Linked DNA regions of Mus musculus: region 1 is linked to region 2. The links are chromatin contacts, called in public HiChIP or PLAC-seq maps. All regions are on one chromosome and are shown on one strand. The core of a region is the stretch at or near the end of the contact, and the rest is flanking DNA. Distances in the headings are between cores, read along the strand shown. Region 1 holds the start of Syk (spleen tyrosine kinase). Region 2 has its middle 45 kb from the start of Gm33116.

Region 1 (6,790 bases), core at 893-3,392, 320 kb after region 2:
TTGGATTGGTTTGTTACATGCGAAATGTTTCACTTTCTAGAGGTAGGTCAGTACTGGGATGGATAGCACCCCCAACATCAGGAGATGAAGGCAGTAAAAAGCTGTCGTTAATACACACAGCTCACTAGGATTTTATTGTAAAGATCTGAGAAAGAGGTCAGGGAGGAAGCAAGCAATAACTATGAAAAGCACCTACATCCTTCTGCATAGGACAAACCACGTGGTTAGAGCTACACTCCAGCTGGGAATTCCCTTACTTTCAGAATTCTTCAGAAGAATTTCAGAAGAGTTCTTCTTCCTTTCAGAACCCTCCTTACTTTCTGGGTTACTTATGGGACAAAAACCTCTACATTGGAGAGGAGTCTGGGAAACAGTTACATAATAACAAAAGGGTCAGATACCCAAGGAGACATAGCAACCTAGCCATGTATACACAGATCAGCAGGACAGCAAAATGCATAAGGGAAACCCTGACAAAATGGAAGACAAAAAAGGACAAAGCCACTATTGTGGTCTGGAATGCCAGTTCCTCTCTTTCTATAACTGATAGCTCAAAAGAAAATTAATAGCCATGATGAGACCAGAGCAACACTGTCAACCAGCCTGACATTTGTAAGACATTGACTCTAACAACCAAAGTAGGCATTCCTCTCAAGCACTCAAGGAATATTTACCAAAATAAAGTACCTGCTTGGAAAACCCACTAAGCTTACATTTAAAAAGCCACGTAAATTGTTTTTTAGAACACAACAAAATCAAACCATATATCCATAACAAAAAAAAGTATCTGGAAAGCGAATAATGGGCTTTTATATAACCTGTGAGTTGATAAAAGTCTCAAAAGAACTCTTAAAATATTTTACCTAGCATACAGATGAGAATTCAAGGCCCTGGAGGATTAGCTCAACAACCGGGTGCACTTGTTGTTCTTGCAGAGGACCCGTGTTCAATTCCCAGCACCCCACTGACAGCTCACACTGTCTGTAACTCCATTCTCAAGGTATCGGCTGTCCTCTTCTGACAACCATAGGTACTAAGCACATGCATGATACACATACACATATGTAGGCAAAATGCTCATATACATAAAATAATGATATTTTTTAAAAAATAAAATATGCTATACCAACATTTTTCAAATGATGCTAAAAGTAGTGCTTAGAAAGAAATCCCGAACACTAGGCCCACTGCTATAACAAAATCCTTGAGACTGAGTGCTTTATAAAGAAAGGGAGTTTAGTTTGGCTCGCAGTTTAGGGCTTAAAAGCCCAAGTTCAGGCTGCCACGTCAGGTGAGCCCCTTACATGGCATGACATCCTGGCAGATGGCACCACATGGTGGAAGGCTGTGATGAATCATGGTTGTGGATGGGACCAAATTGGTGGGATGACCTTGCTTGATAACAATTCACTGTCAAAGTAACTAACTCAGTTCACTGAGACTTAACTTAGTCCTCTGAGATAGCCATTAGTCTTTTCCAAGGCTGGTGCCTCAGTGAACTCGCTCCCTTGTACCTCAGAACCCACCTCTCAAAGGTTATGACACTCGAATGTGCCACACCTTAGCCAAGCTCCCAGCACATGAACCCTGGAGCGGCATACCCAAACCCCGATGATGTAGAAGATAAAGAGAGCTGTGTCAACTCAGTCACCTATAGTTTTAGGCAAGGATGTGCTCTCACTATAGGAAATTAAGTTTTATAAGAATTATCAAGAATTACAGTACATTAAGCCTAGGCCACGATGGTCAAAGGAGGTAACATGGTAAACTCTGAAGCCAAAAATAGGAAACTAAACAAAAATGAAGAAAACCTACTTGGAGCCTTTAAAATGATCAACAGAATTAGTAAATCGTCAAACATGATATACAGTAATATAATGAGAAGAAAAATTGACATACCCTAAGCTTGGCACACAGTTTTAGCCAGGTTGTGTAGCTTAGGTCTAAGAATCAGCGTGACAATCCTGGTCAAGAATCGCCAAGATCCTCCTCCACTGGCAGGTGTTTGTTTGGGATCCCTGCCTTCTGACTGTAACTTCATTTTGACTATGAAATTATCAAGCACCACCCCCCCCCAACACACACACACCCTCTTACTTCTGCTTTCTGGCTTGTCTTGCTTGCTGACACTTTGAGGAAAAGCCACTTCCCTAGTTACAGACACCACTTAACAGCAGGAAACCTCCACTTGCTCTCCTCTGCCTTCTCTCCATTGCAGCCATTCCCATTTTCAAGACTGCCAGTCTGGTCCTTTCAACGTTCCATGCTGCCTGGTGCCCGGGAGCCCAGGCCTTCTGTGACTCCAGGACAGGAAGGTAAGTCAGATCTGTAGCAATCAATAATGGCGACCTCATGGCTCTCTGCACCATGGGTGGGCATTAGAGAGCACGCCAGTATCCGAGTATGTGCTTTCCTGGCCGATACCGTCCCCTGGGCTACATCATGCCCTGGCTGACATTCGTTCATCTTGAGCTATGGAGTTGATAATTACTGCAGTTCTCACATGGCAGAGACATCTTTCTTCCCTGAGCACATAGCCGGTACTTTCTTTAAGCACTGGGGTTAATTCGTGTCTTTAGATACAGCTGTGAAGTCTCGGGAGTAACTCCACTGTAATTTCCTGGAATATTTCATAGTCAGGAATTTCAGAGAAACCAAGATTTCCTTGAGCAGGTGTGACAGGTCCTTTGTGTCGAATGTGGGTCATTTGGTTTCTCTAGAGGCCTTGAGGACCCTGTACATATTGTCCTTGTGAGGTGGGCAGATGGGGAAGTAAAAATAGAGCCTAGACAGCAGCAGCTTCAGCCAGGCCCCCACGGCCTACTGAAATGGAGTTTGTTGGGCACAGCGTTCACTGTGGCCTCAACCCCAGCCACCCAGCTGGGATTCCCTGGGATGGGACTTGGGGTGGGAACCAGAAGAATACTGTCACTTGGCTCTCCACCTATCCTGAGTACTTTGTCCCAAGATGATGGCAGGAAAAATCAGGAGACAGTCTTATCAGGAAATGTCTGCAACTTGGTCGGTTGTTGGTATTTTATGTGTGAGTGTATTTGTGTATATGTACATAGCTGTACATATGGTGTCTGTGTGGTGGAGAGAGAGATGTATATGTATATATGTATGGTGTATGTGTGTGTTGTGTGTATATACACCTGTATGTATGTATGTATGTATGTATGTATGTATGTATGGTGTGTATATATGTGTATATATATATATCTTGATGCGTATGTGTGTGGTGTGTGTGTGTTGTATGCATATATGTATATACCTTTATGTGTATGTGTGTATGGTGTGTGTGTGTGGTATATATATATATATATATATATATATCTTTATGTATATGTGTGTGTGGTATACATATGTATGTGTATATACCTTTATGTGTATGTATTGTGGTGTATGTTGTACTTATATATGTGTATATACCTTTATGTGTGGTGTATGTGTATGTGTGTGTGTGATATATACATATACATATACATATACATATACATATACATATACATATACATATACATATACATATACATACTTTTATGTATGGTATATTTATGTATGTCTGTGTATGTGTGTTTGTGTGTGTGTGTGTGTGTGTGTGTGTGAGAGAGAGAGAGAGAGAGAGAGAGATGGGGGACACAGAGACAGAGAGACAGAGAGCTGTCATGTGCATGCTGTGGTACACACGTGGAGGTCAGAAGACAACTCTGAGTGAGTGTTCACCTCTTTGTTATTCTGTGCTGCATATATAAGCTGCCTGGCCCGTGAGCTTCAGGGAATTCTCCTGTCTCTACCTCCCAGCTTACAGTACAGTGCTGGGATTAATGATAAGTGCTTCCACAAACATGGGGAGTGGTTTGGACGGCTGTCCTTGCTTGGTTTCTCTGCTGTGCAAGGGACTATTCAAGAACATTTGCTCTGCCTGCCTGCCTGCCAGGCTAGGGGGAATATGGTCTATGTGCTTCCCTCACAGACAGTGTCACTTCAAGAAGGAAAATTCTGGCTTCCAGCAGAAGTTTCCATGTTTCCTGCTTAAAAATCACCAGGCGAGATGTCTGTATTGATTTCCTGTTCTTTGGCCTCCTTTCCAAGTCTGCACTGGCTTAAAACCGTGTGTGGAGCAGGCACCTGAGCAGGCAGAAGCTTGGACCTGCGAGGACTCTCTTCCTCTGTTCCAGAGTCATCTGCAGGCAATGTCAGCCAGTCACATAAGGTGCAAAAAGTATCCATGAGAATCAGGGTACACATGGTTCTCGCTAGATCATGGCAGCTTTCATTCCAGAACTTTCTCTACATGTTGTTAGGGAAACAGGGTGTTCATGTTCCCTCCGGCACAGTTGCTTGCTAACTAGCTTGTGGCATCCGTTCCGCAGGTCTGTCCGGTGGGTCTGTGACTTAGATTCAAGAGTTACATACAACATGGGCTGATGAGATAGCTCAACCGATAAGGTTTGTGTCAAGCAAGCACGAAGAAATGAGTTCCGGACCCAAAAGCTGAGTGTGGGGACGCGTGCGTGTAATTCCAGAGCTGGGGGAGTATGGAAAGAGGCAGATCTCTGGGGCTTGCTGGCTAGGTGGCCTGGCCTCTGTGGCAGGTTCCAAGCCAGTGGGAGGTCCTGTCTCCAAATACAGTGCATGGCACCTGAGTTACAGCATCTAAGATTGATCTCTGGCCTCCGTACATATGAATACCTACACACACATGAGCATGTACAAATATTACGTGCACTTAGGTAGGCTGGTTGCTTGTTTCTAAGTAAACAGCTCATCTTCTGTGGACTACAGGCACCCTCTGTGACTTGTGCTGATGGCATCCCGTAGGCATAGAGAGCCAGCTTAGAGAGCTTGCCTGTGAGATCTGAGGATATCCAGTGGCCTGCTGAGATGGGTCAGCCTCTGCCGGGTGTGTTTTGGGGATCCTCTGCTCTGAAGCTGCCCCACACCAGTCTGGTTTTCAAGGGTCAGGGTGTGGTTTTGTGTGTCTGATTGGCTCTCTATTTCTGAATGATGGTGGACATCAAGCAGGCCAGGCTTGGCTGTGCTTCCTGACTCTGAAGTACAGGCCATGGATTCTGAGACATCTCCTGCCATCTCCTGAGCTGCTGCCAGGATGGAACAGGGAGGTGCTCCTCAGATAAAGGTGTGGCTCCTCCTTGGGAGACTAGGTGTCTGTGCAGTGTGACATCCAGGCAGGGTCGAGGAAATCTGGGGGACAGAGGCCCTGTAAGATAGCCTTCCAGAGGGCAAGCCAATCTCTGACAATGAAGCTGACGTAGCTGCCCTGAGCAGGCCCATTCAGGCCCAGGACCCTCTGGGCTCCATTCCTCCCTGCTTAAGCCCCACTTTGGGGCCCATGTGTTTTCTGCATGGTGAGAGCTTCGAGAAGAAGCCGTGTGAATGCTTGCAGCTCCAGGAAAAGCAGTTTGAGGGTAGCCAGCTGCAGAGCTCAGTGCAGTGGGGTGGCCTGTCACCAACCAGCCTGACCAGCCTAGTGAGACTGACTCTCCCACCAGGCTGGGCTCATTCCTCTTTTTTTTTTTTTAAATGAAAATTACCATATCCCCCAGAGGAAGTTTTTCTTTTAAATGAAGTTCTAGCATTTAATTACTCAACTTCAGGCTGCAAGGAAATTTCCCAGGTACACTTGAGTGGGGCTGTTTTGCATTGGAGTGGCCGTGTGGTTTCAAGTGTTATAAGCTTGTATTTGCATCTTCCTGATTTTGTTCCGCTGTGTGGCCCAGAGTGGGCAGATGTTACCCTTAGGTGGTGTTTTCCCAGAGAGCTCTCTCCTCCAACCACAGTCCACATTACACCAAGGGCTTTTGTGGCCACATGATGGGAGCACCAGCAGTCTTACATGACTAAGAACTGATGACAGAGTCCTGCAGGGAATGGGGTGGGGGGGTGGGTAGCTGGAAGAGGAGGGGAGCCTTGCCTGCAGAAGACATGCTCTGGTGGACTCCAAATGGGCTGAGGCCTTGCTCCCACTGCTCAGAGCCCCCCTTGATAACAAGGACAGAGGCTAATCAAAGAAAGGGAATATGGCACAGGCTGTCTCTTCTCTTCCAGTCCACGTCTAGCTAGAAAGTGTGGGAAATAACTTTTAATAAAATATAGTTGCATACAGGTGAATATAGTCTTAGCATACAAATAACTGGTTTTCTCTAAACTGTAGCATTCTGGATCTTTGTGAAAGAGATTGGGTCTTTTCATGGAAGTGTGGGGAGAGGGAAGAAATTACTTAGAGCCACTGAACTCTTGATCATGGATTCCTTATTTAAGGATTCACTGTTTCTTGATCTTGGGGTGAATAACCCAGTCAATGTGTTGCCTTGCAAGCATGAGGACCTGGGGTCAACCCCATGCAGGCCTACAGAACAACACCAGTAGCAGCAGGCATGGTGGTTCATACTTCTCAGTCCTGGAGAGGTTTGAACACAGGGATTCCTGGGGCTTCCTGGCCAGCCTAGCCTGTTCGGAAAGCGCCATGCCAGTAAGATAGCCTGTCTCAGGAAGCAAGACAGATGGAGGGGGTCTGAAAAACAAAAGCTAAGGTTGATCTCTGTTGGATGTGCATGCACACACACATACACACACACACACAAACATATAATCCACACTCGCATGCACACACACACACACACACACACACACACACTTCACTAAAATGTATTTGCAAGTCTAGTCAGTTATAGCACTCTGTCATTTTTTGTGGACATGCACGGAATGATTTCATTCTGTTTCTGTGAGAAAACCTGACCAAAAAGCAACTTCTGGCAAGAAAAAG
Region 2 (6,849 bases), core at 939-3,438:
AGCTTATGTGGCTTGCCTGTCCTCTGGAGTTCGGGTTTGCCTGTCTCTGTCTCTGCTAGTTGTCTCTAGCCCATAGGGAGACACGCCAGGAGCAGATTGTTTGAGTAACCGGGCTGGAAAGAGCTGCAGAGGTGGTGGTATACCCTTCATTTATAACATGCAGTGGGTTCCTAGAGATTCTGGGAGTGCCTGCCAATGCTCTAGGCACCAGACACAGATCCTGAACACTTTGAGCTTGTTGGTAGAGCAGGGAAATGTGGAAGAAGCCAGCCCATAAACCCACAGATTGGAAGACGCGAGTACAGGTTGGTTGTGTGTTGTGGGGTGTGGGGGTGTGTGCTGACACAGCAGTGGGCCAGGGGCAGCTGTTTTCAGGGTAGCTTTCTTCTGTCTGTCTTCTTTATGTGTCTTCAGAACTCATTCTGGTACCTGCCTGTTTGGACTTCACCCTGGTGTGACTGTCACATTTCTGACCTCTATCTACAGTCTGGAAGGTCAGGTTTTGCACCTAGGTCATGGTCACACACTGACCCCAGACAAAAGGTGATTTTTTTTTGTGAATTTAAGTGATTCCTTCCCAGATGTCAAGCTCCCTGAGAGTCAGCTTCACACCACTGCTCTTTCTAAGCCTTACAGGTAGGGGGCGCACTAAAACAAGTTTTCCGATTCAGAGGGTTGCGCTGTGTGATATAGGTCTACTTAGCAACAGAGTGCTAGGGAAATGTCCGCGTGCAAGACCTGACTCACACTACCTCTCCACCTTTGTTCAACCCAGAGCCCAGAGTGGGTTCAGGAAGTCGATTTCTAGCACATATACATTGCCCATGATTCTCATGAGCAGAGGGGTCCAGCGATCCTTTTATGTACGGGTGTGTGTGTGTGGGGGGGGGGGGTGGGGTGCGGTGGGGAAGCTGGTTCTCTGGGTTCCTAATTTGCACGGAAGGCCTCTCTGTGAGGCTCAGTGGGGATCCAGAGGCAACTAGGGACAGCCTGCTGGGTCACCTCTGCTGTGCGGGTTCTCACTTTATCACTTATGCAGGTGGTGTGACCCTGTCTCTTTTCTTTACTTGATTCCAATGGCAGTGAGCCATGTAGCTATTTCAGTGTCCTCCTGCTGAGGGTGGGAGTGGGTTCCCTCAGCTACTGCCGCCCCCTCACAGCCGCTTTCCTGCCTCCTCATGTAACCCAGCCTTCTCTGCTGATGACCTCATACCCCCTTTTGCTGATCCTTCATTCTACTCCTTCTTATTTCATCTGATCAGTGTTTCTACCTTAATGCTTCAGTTGGGCATGGTGACCTAACATGGTGGGTTGTGTGTTGTGGGGTATGGGTGTGTGTGCTGACATAGCACACAACCCACCAAAGTCAGGTCAGCCTGGGCTATGCATGAGTTCAAAGCTAGGCTGTGAAAAACCTGTCTCCAAAACAAAACAAAACAAACATAATAAAATAAACAGAAACCACCAAAATCTGGAAACAACAGCACAAGAGCACATTTACTGTCTCCTTTGCCATCTTCAAAGCTACCAGCTTTCTAACTTGCTGACCCTTTCCACCCAGTGTCTCACCCCTGCATCCCTGCCTCAGCTTCATCAAGCACAGGGTTGTCTACTGTGTAGCCACTCCCCCTTTAATACACCCATTCATAGCCTGTGCTTCTCTCCAGCCTTTACTTAACCTCGCTAGAATAACTTCAGCCTGTCGGACGGATGTTTTTGTACCCTGTGTGAAGAAGATGTGTCTCTGTCCTTCCTTGACTGCCTAAGGCATCTTCTGATTGGTTAAAACAAAACCACCCATAGCCTATGGCAAAAGGCAGGATAGTAAGTTGGGACATCCAGCAGAGAGAAAGAAACGCTGGGAAAGACTCAGGGGTGGGGATTTGCCATTCAGACTCAGGGGAAGCCGGACTTAGGAATTTGGTTGAGAGGTAAGCAGCCAACGTCACAGAATTTAGATGACTATACATGGGATAATTGAGTTATGAACTAGTTGAGGATGAGCCTAACTTAGGTCTAGGCATCTGTTAATAAAAATAAATCTCTGTGTCATTATTCGGGAGCTGGGGCAGGCATAGAAAAGCCAGAAAGGTTACATCAGCCCAATTCCCATCAGTTCTAACAGTACAAGGAACATAGGGAACTGTAACACCAGAGCCACACCCTCCTGTGGTTACTTCTCCAAACTTTGTGGTCCAGCACATGACAAAGCACTTCTTGAAGCGTTATGTCAATACTGGGACAGCATCGTGTCCACAGTGGGACAGCATCACATCCATACTGGGACAGCTCCTTCTACTTGCCATTTCCTTTCTGCCTGGAGGCCACTTCCCACCCTGATGATCTGGCCTGCCCATCCCCCAGGCCAGTGTGACAAGGCTGCATCATGGGATGCTCGCTGCTCTCAGGCCTCTTTCTCACCTGGTCCCATGTCCATCTCAACTCAAAAAGTTCTTCCTCTACTAGATTCTTCAGCATAAGAGTGCAGTAATTCTTCCATTAACAAAACATCCCTGCAAAGGTTGCCTTGACTTCTTTCTTTCTCTAGGCACTGCCCAGAGTCTTGCTGGTTTGGGTACAGAAAGTAGTTTTCACCTCAAAGGAAATAAGAGAGTTTACTGTGGAGTCAAGTCTGAGAAATGCAATTCAAGTTTCCCCAAATACCTCCCTCCCCCTCCCTTCTTCCTTTTTCCCTCCCTCCTCCCCCCTTCCTTCCTCCCTCCCTCCTTCCTCCCTTGCTTCCCATCCCTCCCTCCCTCCTTTCCTCCCTCCCTCCCTCCTCCCCTCCTTCCCTCCTTCCTCCCTCCCTTCCTCCCTCCCTCCTTTCCTCCCTTCCTCCCTTCCTTCTTCCCTCCCTCCCTCCTCCCCTCCTTCCTTCCTCCTTCCCTCCTTCCTCCCTCAATTCCCCTCCCTCCCTCCCTCCCTCCCTCCCTCCCTCCCTCCCTTCCTTCCTTCCTTCCTTCCTTCCTTCCTTCCCAGTGCTCAGTTCATGTTGCCCAGCATCGCATCTACGGAATCCAATAACAAGTCCTTAGTTTTCTCTTTCAAATGGAAGCATTCTCTTGCTGAAGAGGAAAGACTCAGGAAGTTAAAGAAACATACAAGGCTCAGTGGACTTAGGAAGTTGCTTGCCTCAGAATGCCCCTCCATGAGGCTATAAAAGCAGTATACACTTGTTAGGGAGAAGAGTCTTCTAGAGATGCTTGCCAGGCATGCATGGAGCTGCAGGGTTGCAGCTGGAAGGAGTGGTTACCCACGCTGGGTGAGCTTTCTGGTGATGCCTTGCCTCACTCGTGTTCCTGTAAGTTACCCCTCACCTAGGTTTCTGAATTCAGTAGCCTGAGTAAAGTCATTGCTTCACCAAGATGAACTTAGCGAAAACTTTCTCTTTCATCAGTCATGGGAGCCTTGTGAGGTGTGAATAGATATCAGGCCACATATCCCCAGGAAGCACTCAGGGACAGCGCTGCACTCAACCATGCCCAAAGCCAGACTCCATTCCCCAGCTTCCTGCTCCTATCAACATTACCTCACACTAACATCTCCTCCCTGTTCTTACCTCTGCTCACTCTCTCTTCAGCTATGGAAATTGAGTCCAACGTGGTCCCTCACCTCTGGTCCCACTCTACATCCTTGAAAGATTATTATTTTTTTAAAGGCAAATAGTATCCCTCATTCCCTCACCTAAAACCAAAAGCAAAGAGATTCTTTTCCCGAGCCATTGAGGAAAAGGGTTGAAAATTCTTCCAGAGCCAGCCACACCATGTATGAATCACTCCCAGCTGTGATGGTTTGGAAACTTATCCCAGCTGGTGGCACTATTTTGGGAGGGTCTGGACATTTTTAGGAGGTAGGGCCATTTTTAGAAAGTGGGCCATTGGTGTGTGCTTGAGGGTAAGGTCTTCTCTCTGTATCCCCTGGACATCACAAAGTCATCTCCTAGGCATGTGATCTGTTTGTTATGTAAAATCATACACATTGTTTGAAATATTGTGTTCACAGTCTTTGGCTATAGGCTCAAGGCCATGGGGACACATGTTCATGAGGCCAGACATTATAGTTTTAATTCCTGCCCAAGTTCCAAGTAAAACAAATTATACTGACTCGAGATCTCTTGGATTCCTTACTGGTTCACTTGAAGTTTCAATTAGAGATTTTTGCTGTTCTATATCCCACCATGTTTTCAACAACTGAACCTGTCTTAAAATTCCAGTTCTCGTGCTCACTTTGATAACAATCAACCCAGCCCCATTTGAACCTTGTTTCCTCTTTCTGTGTGGGGGACCTTCATGCTGCATTGTTCAACCATGACTTGAAATCTAATTTTAACTCTGAAAAACAAGCTGTGATTTTGAGAACAAATAAAAGCTTTCATAGTTGGAGCAGCTTGCTTCCCGGTCACCAGTCTCATTGTGAGTATCCTTCTCTAATCTAAAAAAAAAGCAGAGTCAAGTCGAGTCCACCACAGTCCCCATTAAAGCACAGCTGTGGGGCTGGAGAGATGGCCAGACATTACAAGCACTGACTGTTTATCTGGAAGACCTGAGTTTGCTCCCATCACTCAAACACGGCAACTTGCAAACATCTGTTCCTTCAGGCCCAGGGGATCAGATGCCCCGTTCTGACCTCTGGTATTGCATAGACATACTTGCAGGAATAAGGAAGGTTACTTCTGGTGATGTTTCTGCTGCTTCGTGCTGCGTCTATGGACTCGTGCCAATTGGTGGAGCCTCGTGGTTTCTTCTGGATTGCGCTGCTGCTACTGATTCATGCTTGGTATTTGCTAGTGAACTGGACTGCTGACAATGAAGATTGGAATTGCCCCCAAAGAACTGTTTTAAAAGAGGTCCACAACCCCTATTCGTATTAATCTTTCTTTTCCCCTACTTCTGGTGGGTGGTGGGCTAGAAGAGAGGTTGAAGAACCAAAGACTCATAATGAAAGTAGGTTTTTGAAACAACTAAGTCTAAAATGGACCTCACTAGAAACCAACCACACTGGAGTCCTTCATCACGGACTTAAGCCTCTGGCAGCATAAGGCGGTGTATTTCCATTCCCAAAAGCTACCCACTCTGTACTTTGTTGTGGCAACACGAAGCAACTGAGACATCACTGTACAGATCGATCTGTGAGCATTGTAGGGAGACTGTGGCCAAGAACAGGCTATAGCTGTGACCCAGGAAGCTGACTAGAAGAGCTGTCACCACTTAGTTAGAGGTGGCTGTATATCTGTTACTTTTCTTAGTGCTGTGGCAAAACACTTGAAAAAGTGACTTAAGGAAGGGAGCTATGTTTTAGCTCACAGTTCCCAGGTACAGTCCCCTCATGGCCGCAGAAGGAACAGAGACAAAAGCTTCAGGCAACTGGTCACATTGTGGCAGAGTCAGCAATCACAGAAGGATGAATGATTCTAGCCACCTCGTGTGATCTTTTCTCCTCCTCCTCCTCCTCCTCTTCCTTCTCTTCCTCCTCCTCCTCCTCTTCCTCCTCCTCCTCTCCCTCCTCCTCCTCTTCCTCCTCCTCTTCCTCCTCCTCCTCCTTCCCTTCTCTCTCTCTCTCTCTCTCTCTCTCTCTCTCTCTCTCTCTGGTGATCTTTAGTTTTAATTGTCAGCTTGACACAATGTAAAATTATCCTGGTGAGAAGTCTCCCAACGGGCCTCTGGGCATCTCTGTGGAGCATTGTTCTGATTGCCTGAATTGAGGCTGAAGACCTGTCCACAATGGGCAGCACTATTCCCTGGGCTTGGGTTTGGAGCTCCATTAAGTGGGGAAATGAGCTAAGTACTAGGCATGGGTACCTCTGTTTTCTCTGCCCTCATCTGTGGATGTGATGTCTCTCTAGCTCCTGCTGCTGTATTCTCCCTACAGTGATGGGCCCTAACCTGAAATTGTGATGTAAAACAATCTCTTTCCCCCCTAAATCACCTTCTGCCAGTGTATTTATCACAGTGATGGAAATAAAACCAGGGCAGATTTGCTATCTCCCTTCCACTTAGTCCTTCGTGGAACGGTGCTGCCCACAGTGCGGATGGGTTTCCTCACCTCAATTAACCTGATGGAGCTCATCCCTCACAGATAAGTCCTGAGGTTTTTTCCACAATCACAAATTCTTCCAAGCTGATAGTCAAGATAAGCCACTGTAGATGCCTGCAGACCAAAGAGGATACAAAGGAATGAGGGGAAATCCCCAAAGCAAGTACCTCCTGCAAACTGACTACAAAAGCCACAAAGCTTGTCTGTCTGTCTGTCTGTCTGTCTGTCCCCAAGGTAACTATAAGGTCACAGTAGCGCCACCTAGAGTAAGCCCTGGAGCCTGGTGGACTACTCGCCATGGCTCTCCTTTGCTTGTACTTCCATGTGGCATCTGTGGATGAGTGTGAGCCTCATGGACAATTGTCAGCTAAATGGGAAGGAATCTGTCCTTGATGCCAGACTCTGAGAGCCACAGCAATGTGAGTCTCCCACCAGAGGTGGAACCTTGGGAGCACTGTGCCTGGAAGATGAGGGCAGAGGCTCAGCTCCAGGGTAGCTGCCTCAGCACCTTCAGACCTTTCCCAGGTCTTTAGACATTAGTGGGTCTTTTAATTAATAAATGGAGTAACGCCACCTCACAAGTTAATTAATTAACCACCAAAAGGCAATATTCTTTACCAATCTTCTCTGATTATCCCCCCCCCCGCCCCGAGTAATTTAGGGATCTGTTTCTTGTCTCTAATCATCTCTCCAATGGTCTCTTAAATTTGAGATCTTAAGTCTCCCATTCTCCTGAGTGTCCATTTCTGTCACAGATGACATTTCTGTGTGGGAGCAAATCAATCAGAGACCTTCTCTTCCTCCCCTACTTGGCTG

What was found. HiChIP or PLAC-seq counts read pairs in DNA pulled down with a chosen protein or histone mark.
Region 1: an H3K4me3 HiChIP or PLAC-seq map of bone marrow-derived macrophages shows a contact between it and region 2, with 4 times the contacts expected there. The contact joins the promoter of Syk here to the enhancer-like site in region 2. A contact is called at or near these places in 11 of 39 promoter capture datasets (the C10 cell line, the HPC-7 cell line, cranial neural crest and 8 more), 1 of 15 datasets of contacts at CTCF or cohesin (the NIH/3T3 cell line), 2 of 484 Hi-C or Micro-C datasets (bone marrow-derived macrophages and embryonic fibroblasts), 15 of 115 datasets of contacts at active chromatin or transcription factors (the 230-238 cell line, acute myeloid leukemia, bone marrow-derived macrophages and 10 more) and 3 of 9 other capture datasets (bone marrow-derived macrophages, embryonic stem cells and pancreatic islet).

The regions. Positions count from the first base shown.
Region 1 is chr13:52,594,740-52,601,529 of GRCm38.p6, forward strand. Syk (spleen tyrosine kinase) reads left to right here and starts at 2,143. Exons shown (of 14, transcript NM_011518.2): 1 at 2,143-2,315.
Region 2 is chr13:52,275,198-52,282,046 of GRCm38.p6, forward strand. No RefSeq gene overlaps it. Among named protein-coding and RNA genes, the nearest start is that of Gm33116, 45 kb to the left of the region's middle. Within about 2 kb of position 2,189, at least 38 of the 459 cell types and tissues checked have an H3K27ac peak or open chromatin away from gene starts, as enhancers often do. A contact at or near this core is called in bone marrow-derived macrophages and neutrophils, where this site is marked.